Linked DNA regions of Mus musculus: all the other regions are linked to region 4. A link is a contact called in public Hi-C and promoter capture Hi-C data. All regions are on one chromosome and are shown on one strand. Each heading gives the region's core, a stretch centred on a gene start, on an enhancer-like site or on the middle of the called end of the contact. The rest is flanking DNA. Distances are from core to core; before and after follow the strand shown. Region 1 overlaps Prorp (protein only RNase P catalytic subunit). Region 2 holds the start of Ralgapa1 (Ral GTPase activating protein, alpha subunit 1). Region 3 holds the start of Psma6 (proteasome subunit alpha 6). Region 4 holds the start of Insm2 (insulinoma-associated 2).

The links. A called contact is a pair of places that touch in the nucleus more often than the background predicts. Capture Hi-C pulls out chosen DNA fragments and counts their contacts.
Region 1: a Hi-C map of cortical glia shows a contact between it and region 4, with 2.2 times the contacts expected there. The contact joins the enhancer-like site here to the promoter of Insm2 in region 4. A contact is called at or near these places in 1 of 39 promoter capture datasets (the C10 cell line) and 3 of 484 Hi-C or Micro-C datasets (the G1E-ER4 cell line, cortical glia and embryonic stem cells).
Region 2: a promoter capture Hi-C map of adipose tissue shows a contact between it and region 4. The contact joins the promoter of Ralgapa1 here to the promoter of Insm2 in region 4. A contact is called at or near these places in 1 of 39 promoter capture datasets (trophoblast stem cells), 1 of 15 datasets of contacts at CTCF or cohesin (CD8 T cells), 2 of 484 Hi-C or Micro-C datasets (embryonic stem cells and nephron progenitors), 2 of 115 datasets of contacts at active chromatin or transcription factors (the 230-238 cell line and embryonic stem cells) and 2 of 9 other capture datasets (adipose tissue and liver).
Region 3: a promoter capture Hi-C map of adipose tissue shows a contact between it and region 4. The contact joins the promoter of Psma6 here to the promoter of Insm2 in region 4. A contact is called at or near these places in 3 of 39 promoter capture datasets (embryonic stem cells and neural stem cells), 1 of 484 Hi-C or Micro-C datasets (embryonic stem cells) and 3 of 9 other capture datasets (adipose tissue, liver and pancreatic islet).

What each region holds. Positions count from the first base shown.
Region 1 is chr12:55,362,003-55,364,720 of GRCm38.p6, forward strand. The region is part of intron 4 of Prorp (protein only RNase P catalytic subunit); the gene reads left to right. Among named protein-coding and RNA genes, the nearest start is that of Psma6, 35 kb to the right of the region's middle. Within about 2 kb of position 1,254, at least 5 of the 459 cell types and tissues checked have an H3K27ac peak or open chromatin away from gene starts, as enhancers often do. A contact at or near this core is called in cortical glia, where this site is marked.
Region 2 is chr12:55,819,910-55,822,609 of GRCm38.p6, forward strand. It overlaps Ralgapa1 (Ral GTPase activating protein, alpha subunit 1), which reads right to left and starts at 1,258. Exons shown (of 42, transcript NM_001368814.1): 1 at 753-1,258. The coding sequence starts at 858.
Region 3 is chr12:55,397,529-55,400,228 of GRCm38.p6, forward strand. Psma6 (proteasome subunit alpha 6) reads left to right here and starts at 1,297. Exons shown (of 7, transcript NM_011968.3): 1 at 1,297-1,463. The coding sequence starts at 1,388.
Region 4 is chr12:55,597,550-55,600,249 of GRCm38.p6, forward strand. It overlaps Insm2 (insulinoma-associated 2), which reads left to right and starts at 1,368. Exons shown (of 1, transcript NM_020287.2): 1 at 1,368-2,700. The coding sequence starts at 1,924.

The DNA.
Region 1 (2,718 bases), core at 4-2,503, 240 kb before region 4:
TGTTTCTTATTTCCGTTATTTAGGTTTTGGTCTGGGGATTTTGTTTGTTGTTAGTCTGGTTTGGGAAGTTGTTTCAGTACTGGAGATTGAACCCAATGCCTTCTACATATTAAGCAAGTGCTCTTACTAGTGAGCTAAATCCCCAGCACCCCCTTTAACTATTAAGGATTTATTTTTTAATTGTATGTGGGTAATCATATGTGGGTTTGCACACATGAATGCCAGGTGCTCATGGAAGCCAGAGGAGCCCAGTGCTCCCGGAGCTGGAGTTACAGGCAACTGTAAACCACCTGATGTGGGGGCTGAGAACCAAACTCAGGTCCTCTACAGGGGACTGCTGTTAACCACTGAAGCATCTCTGCAGTCTTCACTTCCTAAATCCAGCCCTTATCTTATTTTCCATTTAGAGCAGGGTCTTACCCAGACTGACCTGGAACTCCCTCTATAACCCAAGCAGACCTTGATCTTACAATCCTCCTGCCTCAGTCTCTTCAGCAGCTAAGATTACAGGCCTGTGTCCCTGGGCTCAGCCTATGACTTCTGATCTGCAATGAGGTCTGCTTTATTCCCTCTGAAGGCTTTTGGAGCCTTCCTTTGCCTCCTTGACGTTAACACTTTACAAAAAGGTGACTGGTGTGATGTTGTTGCATCCATTGAGTTGGCCAGGTAACAGACGCTTTCATTCTGGGAACTCTTTGTCTACTGGACTGATTATTGGTTATTTTGTTGGTGATGCCATATCTGGAACTCCTGCCCCCTCCCCAAAATAATGGGCCCTTAGGCTTCCATCTCTCGCCTCAGGAGTATAAATTTGAGTTGTCCGGTTCTTTGTTAAGCCACATGTCTCCAGCCAGCCTCATTTCTTTGCTTCCAACTCTGGGGTCTCTTGGGAGATTGTGTTGACCCTTAGCTACTTCTGTGCAGATTTGACTTAGTCACATCTGCAAGGTAAGCTCCCCTTGTACCCTTGCTCTCCAGCTTCCAAAACTAGGTTACTTTTTTCTCTAAAGTCTGTGAGTTTGTCGGTTTCAAACGTTTTTATTATAGTTTTAAGGGAATTCCAAGTAGGATGAAAATTAGATGTATGTTTGCCTTCTTAACCTAGAAATGTGTGTTCTACTCTAAACCAGTATTGCCAGATTGGCACTAATGCCCCCACCCCCACCCCAGGCAAAATAACTGGTTAAGAGGTAGAGGGGGGCATAAGAAAGAACCCTTTCATTCCTCTGGTTCTGATTCATGTCCCTTACTGCCTGACACCAAGACATTTTGGCATAATAGACTAGACCTCCTGCCAAAGAACTGTACTCTTCTCTGGAGAAAGACCGAGCGGTGAGTTTTAGAATGGCCTAGAAACTATGTGCTAAGTGAGACCTCTTTGTGATTTCCACGTAGGTCGGGATCCCTCTGCCCTGTGTTCTTAGTACTACTAGCACTCCCGTCTCCACTGTAAGCTACACACTGTTCCTAATAAGTCTCCTCTCCAAGGACAGACACAATCCTTTCACACCTCAGGGCTGGAGAGATGGCTCAGCTGCCAGGAGCACTGACTGCTTTTCCAGAAGACCCAGGTTCAATTCCCAGCATCCACATGGTGGATCACAACTCCCATTCCAGAGGATTCAGCACCTTCTCCCAGCCTCCGTGGGAACCGCACAGACATGAGGTACATACGTACATGTAGGCAAATATCCATACACACAAAATAAAATCAAAGTATGCCAGCACATACATACTTAATCTAAAAGCCATTAAGTAGCTTCATACACAGACACACTGAGGGTCATCCTCTCCTAGTGCCTCCACCTGACTGTTTGTGAGTGTCTTTACTCATCAGTAAGCTCACCAGTTGTGACTTGTTCTGTGTTCACAATCAAGATCCAGGTGGTTCTGAGTAGAGGCTTGAGAGGGACTCCAGGACACACAGGCCATGGCATTGGGTTACATTTCTTTGTTTTATTCTTTTTTTTTTTCTTTTTATTAGAAGAAGGAGTTTAATCTATCTAAATCCACCGAGTTAGACAGTATTAATGAGAGTTAACATTTATGGGCTAATTTTCCATATGTTTTTATATCTATATGCATTATACAGTAGTACTCATGATAAACAAGTATTATTTTCACCTTACCAATAATGAGGCAGAGACACAAAAAAACAAATGAAGCTTTCCCATTTGATAAAGTTTGAATATCATGGAACCAGAATTTGAACCCAGCTTGTGTCTCCAGCACTATTGTCACGTTATTAAAGAGTAGTTTCCAAGTGGAAAGGGCGCTTTCGTGTCTGTTCCGTCTCACTAACCGCTTCAGCCCTTCTGTGGGCGTTAAGTTGGAATAGTAACTGGAGTGAGCTTTATGTAGTTGGGTTTTTCATACATTTGAATAGACCAAGACTGTAACTATCTTGTGCTCTCTTGGAAGGCTTTGTAATTAGGCCAAAGCTTTGTCCACCAGTGCTGCTGGGGAGGCTACACAGATTTTTCAAATCGTCTCTTTAGTCATTAGTGTCTATGAACCTGCAAGTGTCCGTGTGCTTTACCAGAGTGGGAAAAGGATTCCCATATCTTGGGTTGGATGTAGAATAGTGTGGAAAGCTTTTTATTTTATTTTGAGTCAGAGCTACTCACTGTGTGGCTCTGGCTGTTCCAGAACTCACATTGTAGACCAGTTAACTGGCCTTAGTTCACAGAGATCTGTCTGTCTCTTACCTCCCGAATG
Region 2 (2,700 bases), core at 8-2,507, 220 kb after region 4:
AAATTTCTTCATTTAAAAAAAAAAAAAAATCCAAGTTGTCTATGACCAAGTATCCAAAAATCCTCGCTTAACACTTTATCCCAAATCTAGCTTGCTTCGGTCTTCAGAGACACTAAAGTTGATGAGACGGCAGAGAGTAAGAAATTTTTAATGAAAACTTAATTCTGTATCGTTCACGAGAACCTTCTTCTCTATAATTAGTTTTCTTCCTAAAGGACAGCAAATGAAGAACAGGGTGTATAGGGCGGGGTTCTTTCCCCAAGCTTCAGGAACCACCCACTTCCCAAAGAGGTGCAACTGCTTCCTCCAGGGCCCTCACCTGCCAAAAAAACTTGAAAGACTACGGGTTCCACTGGCCGAGCCAGCGCTTTGCTTTGCTTTGCTTTGCACTCGGGTGGGGATGGCAGTAGTCAGATGGCAAGCACACCCTCTAAACACCATTACCCACAACGCCAAGTGTCCCTGAAGTCTCATCAAGGACTTAAGTTTCTGGCCTGACTGTCATTTTTTTTTTTTTAAACAATCAGACCAGGAACTCCAACGTGGGTCTCTCCGTGCTGGTGCTGACTGATTTGTACCAACTGCCAAGCTGTCCCCTTCCCTCGCCGCCCGCCCGCGCGTGGGCAGAGGCGCCGCCGGCCCTCACTCCCGACCGCGCCAGGTCGCGAGGGCGAAGCCCGGAGCTCGCGGGGTGACAGGCCGGGGGCAGCAAGGCCGCCGCGGCGGCGCCCCGGGGTCGCGGCTCCCCTCACCGATGACGATGCGCAGGTGCTTGAGGCGGGTCAGCGCGTCCTTCTTGGTGTCCAGCACCTTCTGGGTGGACTTCTTCACGTCCCCGTGCGGCTTCTTAGAGAACATCCTGCGGCCGCCGCGGCCCCTCCCGGCCGGGTCCCGACGACCCAGCGCAGGCGGTGGGCGGGGAAGAGGCTAGCCGCGGCGGCTCATGCGTTCCCCCGCGTCCGCCGCTGCCGCGCGGGCCCCGCTGCCAGGCCCGCCTCTCGCCGCCGCCGCCGCACGGAACCTGCAGCCCCGGCTCCAATATGGCGGATCCGCCCCGCGCGCTGCAGCGACGAGGAGACGCGGAGCGGCCGCCGCCGCCCAGGCCGCGGCAGGAATCCCCACAGCCGCGGAGAGGGAGCGCTCCGCCGCGGCGCCACTCCTCTCTCCCTGAGGCCCCCTTAAGGTTGAAGCGTCTCTAGCAGCTTCAACCCCGCGGAGGCCAAAACCGAGTCGTGTGGTGATGGAGTTTCACGACTCTGCCGTCGGTGGCGAACGGTCCCCGTGGCAACCGCCTTCTGACGTCAAGTGCTCGTGACGTCATGTCAGCGTGAGCTCATTCCTGCCTCTATAGCCTCTTGGTTTCCTGTGTCTGTAGTAATGAAGAAGGGCAAGAAAGTTAAGGAAGGTGTTGTCTACTGTGTGCTCCTTGTAAACAGCGGTTCCTAGAGTTTTTGTTGAAAAAGTCGTTCATCTCCACTCTTTAAACCGCTCTGAGTAACTTAAACATCAGAACAGATGTGCAAGGCCAGCTTGATACTAGCTCTGAAGCCTTGGCTCTGACGTCATTTCACTTTCTAATTTGGATATTTCCTGTGTTTTGCAAACCGTTCACTTTCTAATTTGGATTCTTCCTGCGTCTTGCAAAATAATGATTAAAAATGTACTGTACTTTAGAGATGCGTGGGAGTGTTGCATCCTTTTCCTTTAAATTAACATGCACATGGCTAGAGCTGCAGTTCGCTCTAGCACCAGATCTCCAGCACCAAGAAAACAGACATAAATAAATAAAATATCTTGTACAAGTAAATGCATCCTACCATATATCAGAGAAAAAAAATTAAGAAATCTGGATGATTTTAAAGGAAGGCTGTCTTTAGATGTGAAATACTCACCTAAATCCAAAGAACGCTGTGTAAGATCCAAGTAAAACAATTAACTAAGTGTGGTAGTGCTCTGCTGTCATACTAGGATTTGGGAAGACATAATTCAAGGTCAATGGCAGCTACGTTAGACCATGTCTCAAAACAAAACAAAACAAAACAAAAAACTACAAAACACAAGTAGTAATCACAAACTCTGGCTTTTTGTCTTTGCCTGTCCCTAGTGCCCAGTCCCCTGCTGATCTATCTTCCGTCACTCTGAATTAATATTTGTTAGACAATTTTGTTTGTATTTTTCTTTAGAGACTTTAAATAATTTATTTTATTTGTTTGTTTATTCATTTGCTTTTTTCGTTTTGGTTTTCCAAGGCAGGGTTTTTCTGTGTAGCCCTGGCTGTGAACTCACTCTGTAGATCAAGGTGGCCTAGAACTCACAGAGATCCACATGCCTCTGCCTCCAGAGTTCTGAGATTAAAGTGTGTGCCACCACTGTCCAGCTTGTTTGTTTGTTTATTTTGGTGTTCTGCCTACATATATGTCTGTGAGATGGTATCAGATCCCCTGGAACTAGGGTTACAGACAGCTGCAAGTTGCCATGGAGGTGCTGGGAATTGAACCTAGGTCCTCTTAACTGCTGAGCTGATTGATTTTTATTTTGAATCTGTGAGTGTGTGTGAATGTGTGTGTGTGCGCGCGTGCGTGCATGCACACAAGCATCTACACAAACATGCCTTTTGAGGCTGTACTTATAGGCAGTTGTGAGCCACCCAGCCTCAGTACTGCAAATCAAACTTGGGTTGTCTGCAAGAGCATATACTCC
Region 3 (2,700 bases), core at 47-2,546, 200 kb before region 4:
GCAGTCTTACAGAGAACTTCTCCGTGACTGTTCAGGCAAACTGTAGGTGTTATAGTACACTTGGCTGGGAAGACTGAGAAAAGTACGCAAAGGTCAGGAGTTAATCCTGATGTAAGGACCTGAGCTAGAACCAAGGGACAGCAGCTCTTATCAGCACACTTGGGAATTGAAGCTGGAAAGTACCGGGTGTTCCAGAGCGGCTGCTTACATGGGCTATTTTCTTAACCCGTGTTTCAATCTTGGATGTTGTACACCCTACCCCCACCCCCAGACAGCCTTCTTTTTCCTGTGTAGCCTTACTGTGTCCTGAAACTCATTCTGTAGATCTGGCTAGCCTTGAACCCAGAGATGTCTCTGCCTTCCAAGTGCTGGGATAAAAGATGTGTCCCACCACACCTGGCTTATATTTTTTTCTAAAGGAAGAAAAAAATTAGCTCGAGAAATTAAAACTTCCTTATGAAGAATCTCTTCAAATGTTTTGCTTTAAAATGGGTGCTTTTAGAGAGAACGCCACAGATCTGAATATTTCAGTATTACATCAGTAAATTGTTATAAATATTGCTGTAAACAAAACTTTTATTTAGGGAGGGGGGAATAGCTTAATAATATGCTTCGATTTTTATATTCACTAAATAGGGGCTGTGCCCTAGGGTGCACAATGTGCAGAATTTTACAGTTTGAAAAACCACCAGTTTTCCAGGAGTTGCTTCGCCGCCTTGGAATTACTCTCCGGTATCCAGCCACCAGCAACGATCTTGCTCATCATCAACTAAGACTGCTCAACCTCTCAAGTTCCCATCTCTGGGCCGCTGTCCAAAGGAAAGTCTTGCCAGACTAGAAGAAAACTTTTGTTATTTCCAGTGGCTTCTTCCACTAACCCTCTTTCAGGCCCTACATTTAAGGGTGGCTGTTGCATTCCTTTCTCCCCCAAAACGTAGGAAGAGAAGTGGCTGGTAAAATGAAGGTTAGGAAGAACAAAGCCAGACTCCGGGAAGACAGGAGAGCAAGTACAGGCGCCCAAACTGACTGCGAACGCGGTGACCATACTGTCTCCAGAGGTCACAAGTAGGCAAAGGACAACTGCAGGCACCTTGAAAACTTCCTCTTTTGGCCACTCTGATCTCCAGAACGCACTAACGGCCGGCTGCGACCCAGAGCCACCACCCGGAAGCCCGCGGACCGCAGGCCGGGCGCGCGAGGGCCCGCCTACTCAGGGGCAGTGCTTTGGGACGTCCCGTCCCCACCGGAAACACCGCCAGTCCCTCACCAGAGCGGAAGCAGCTCCGCCGGTGCTCCGGAAGCAGTAGCCATAACTTCCGGGAGGGGGCTTGGGTCCCTGGTGTGTGTGCTACGGGGTGCAGACTGTGTTTAAAATAGCAGGAACGCCATGTCCCGGGGTTCCAGCGCCGGTTTTGACCGTCACATTACTATCTTCTCTCCCGAGGGCCGACTCTACCAAGTAGGTGAGTGACTCAGGGCCTCCTGCGGGACCTCCGAATTGCTCTGTCATGCTTCGGCCTGGAGCGAGCGGACGCGGCCCGAGGATGGTTCGGGGGCTCGGAGAAGGGCCTGAGCCAGGAAAGCAGCAGGATCGAGGTCGGGCCCGCTCTCGTCTTCCCAGCCCGGTCTGCAAGCGGGCTTGGAGGCTGAAACCGAAGCGTAGTGCTCTTCAGGAGCGCCTTACTGGCCAGACACAAAGCAGTAGGGCTTTGCACTGTGATGCCCGCCTTCTGCCTTTCGGAGTCCCCCGTAGCTCAGCGATTCTCAATCTTCCTAATGCTGCGCCCCTTAAATCCAGTTCCTCGCGTTGTGATGACCCTCAGCCATAAATTTGTTTTCGTTGCTACTTCAAAACTATGTTTTTTTTGTTTTTTTGTTTTTTTACTTCAATGAACGGTAATGTTTTTTCAGATGGTCTTAGGCGACCTTGTGAGAAGGTTTTGGTACTGGGGGTCGCGACCCACATGTTGAGAAGCACTGTTTAGCATCAGTCTACCTGGAGCCTGAGTCTTCCCTTCGCTGAGAGTGGTTGGTTCTTTAACCATCCAACTTAAATGCACACACACCACACACCCTCAACCCTCCTCTGCAGTATAGATAGATGACTTGCTTTGTGGTCAACTCTATACAAGTGTGTAAAGCCCTACCAGACACTGCTGGTTCTAGAAAAGAGATCAATGTCACTCGTCCCTACTGAAGCTGACTGCTTAAAGGAAGTGACAGGAAACCAAACGAATAAAAAGAGAAGAGTTCAGTATATGCAAAGTTCACAACTGAGAAATAAAAGAACAGCAATGAACTCCTCTTGAAGTTGGCACCCCGATTTTAACCCCCACCTGTAAGAATGCTTCTATAGTTTAAAAACTGGTTCTCAGTCTAGTTGAGGCACGGTGTGTTAGTCTTTACTAAAGGAACAGCTTTAATGGACGGAAACCTGAACTTAGCATCAGTTACTCCATGTAACAATACATTTTGGTAAGTTGAAGTCGCGGCAGGGTTTGGTCTAGGATTATAGGACAGACTTTTAAGCTCTTGCCATAGAAAACTTAGTGTCAGAAGGGCGAGACATACATCTGGTCCATGATAATTTTATTTTGAAGTTTTTTATCTCAGTGTCTTGACAAGGAGAGTCATACTATCTTGGTTGGAAATCCTAGAGTTGGCCTATAAATGGAGTTCTACTCACCTATATGCTTAGAT
Region 4 (2,700 bases), core at 118-2,617:
GGTGTCGCATGCATTTCATTCCTTCCTCACTGAGCTCTGCAGTGCACACATGCACCTTCCCATCCTGGGGCCTAGTGTCATGATGTACTCTGAGTTCCGTCTGATGCTGATGGCTAACTCATCATCTGCAGTAGAGGTGAGTTCCTCGACGTAATCTCAGCGTATTTACAATCACCAACAATACTGTGACAAAGAGTTTTCTTTATCCATATTTTCTAGAAAGTTGTTAATTAAGAATGAAAAAAAAATGTGGTATTGTTTTCCAGGAAGGTTGTCATTGAAGAGGGTGGGGGAGCAGCACTGGAGCTGGTGGAAAACACGAGCCAATATGCTTTGCTTCAGGAAAAAGCCTCGTGGGCAAGGGGTAGGATGAGATGAATTTGAGTGAGAAGTCAGCCCCGAGGTCACTGACATGTTGGAAATGACCAGCTCAGGAAACCAAGCTTATTAACCTACTTAGCACTTTAGCATTTTAATGATTCGGGATAGGAATTTTGATTGTAAAATCTCACACTTACTGTACGCCGCTCGCTCCACACTGTTTAATGGAAAGCATCATAACTGCTGAGCTTAATCCAGTCCTTAAAGTACAGCAGGACAGAAAACCAGAGGATCCAGGGTATTTGGTTAAGTATTATATTGTGAAACTTTATTGTGTGTGCATGCGCGCATGCCTGCTTAAGCATAACCTGATGCATAGCCAGAGATAAACAGACCTTCATGTCTCTTTCCTTAAATACTGTCCTCCATGTGAAATTACTTCACTGATGATGGGACTCAGCCTGCATTCCACTTTAACTGAGTCTGCTTTTAGTTCTGTTTATCGAGGAGCTCCGAGCACGGGTCTTTCCCTTTCCTCTTCTCACATTGCATGGGTTTTGTTATAAAGGCTGATACGGTACCTCTGTCGAATAGGGCTAATTATTTCACCGTTCAATCAGTACTACAAACCTACAAATCTCTTCAGGTTCTTAACTACAACAACGAAGTGCCCAGCTGGTGGCAAGGGGCCCAGAGGACAATCTGTTGAGTTGGTGTACTGCACATCTTTTGCAGAGTGTCTCTTGTCATGTAGAGGGAAGCAGGTGTAATGCCGATTCCACCAGCATTTCTCACTCAATCTCCTCCATGCTAAACAGGCCAGTTAGGCATTAAGTCATGTCTCTGGGTAGCTTAAGTGGAAAGTGTGAACAGAGAAACCACTTTATGTGAGGACAGTCGAAAATTAGATCCCTTCCCCTCCCCACTCCTCTTCCCCAAGGGAGGGGACACTTATCAGCCAAGAGCTCGGCGCCTGAACCGTGCAGCGTCCTGAGCTCCAGAGGTTTGCCAGCACGCACGATCTGCGGCGCCGAGAGCTCTTCTCCCCAGATGAATTCTCATAGTATCACAGAAGCGCGCAGTCCCGATCGATACTGGATGGCAGACGTGCTCCCGCCGTCAAGTGTAGGCACAGGGCGGTGGATTTAGCTGCCCTGCAGTTCGCTCGCAGCTTCTCATCAGCTCAGTACTGGCGGAGGGACGTTAACCCGTTCCCGCGCGGATTCCCGCCCTGTCGCGGTGGCCGTCCCTCCTCTGACCTCCCGAGGCGGCCGAGCCTTTCAGAGCGACGCCCAGGCGTGGGCCTGGTCAGTTCTCGGCGCGTGGCGGGCTGGTGGCTCTGGCTCCCTAGCGCGAGGTCCCCGGAGGCTGCACTGGGCGCCCCAAGCCCCTTCGTGCCCGCTCGTCTTCCCGCGTCTCTGTCGGGGCGCCCGGCCGGGTGGAGGCCCCGCCCCGGGACCCGCTCCCACTCCTGATTGGCCGGCACAGCCCGAGGGGCCCGGCCCGACCCGGCCCGGCGTCTCAGCTATAAAGCGGGCGGCCGCATGCCCGGCTCCGTCCAGCCCTCCTAGCTCCGGGGCTCGCCCGGGCACCCGACCCACCATGCCGAGGGGCTTCCTGGTGAAGCGAACCAAGCGCTCCGGCAGCTCCTACCGCGCGCGCCCGGTGGAGCCGCTTTTCCCTCCTCCGGGTCCCCTCGCGGCGCAATCCTCACCGGAGGAGCCCGGTCGGGGACTTTTGGGGTCCCCCTGCCTCGCACCTCCGCAGGACGACGCCGAGTGGGGCGCGGGTGGCGGCGACGGCCCCGGCCCCAGCCCCGCGAGGCCGGCGGGCCCCGAGCTGCGCCGCGCGTTCCTGGAGCGCTGCCTGCGCTCTCCGGTCTCTGCGGAGTCCTTCCCCAGCGCCACCGCCTTCTGCTCCGCGGCGCCCGCGGCCGTGACCTCCGGGGAGGAGTTGGTACCGCCGCAGGTCCCTGTATCCGTTCCAATTCCCGTCCCCGGGCCCGCCCCGCATGGCCTCCAGCGCCGCGGTAAGGGTGCCCCAGTCTGCGCCTCAGCGCCGGCAGCCGTCAGGAAACCTAAGGCGGTGAGAAGGCTGAGCTTCGCAGATGAGGTGACCACGTCCCCGGTGCTGGGTCTGAAGATCAAAGAGGAGGAGCCCGGGGCTCCGGCACGGGCTCTGGGCGGCGTCCGCACCCCGCTGGGGGAGTTCATCTGCCAGCTGTGCAAGCACCAGTACGCGGACCCCTTCGCTCTGGCTCAGCACCGCTGCTCCCGCATCGTGCGCGTCGAGTACCGCTGTCCCGAGTGCGACAAGGTCTTCAGCTGCCCCGCGAACCTCGCCTCCCACCGCCGCTGGCACAAGCCACGTCCCACGCCT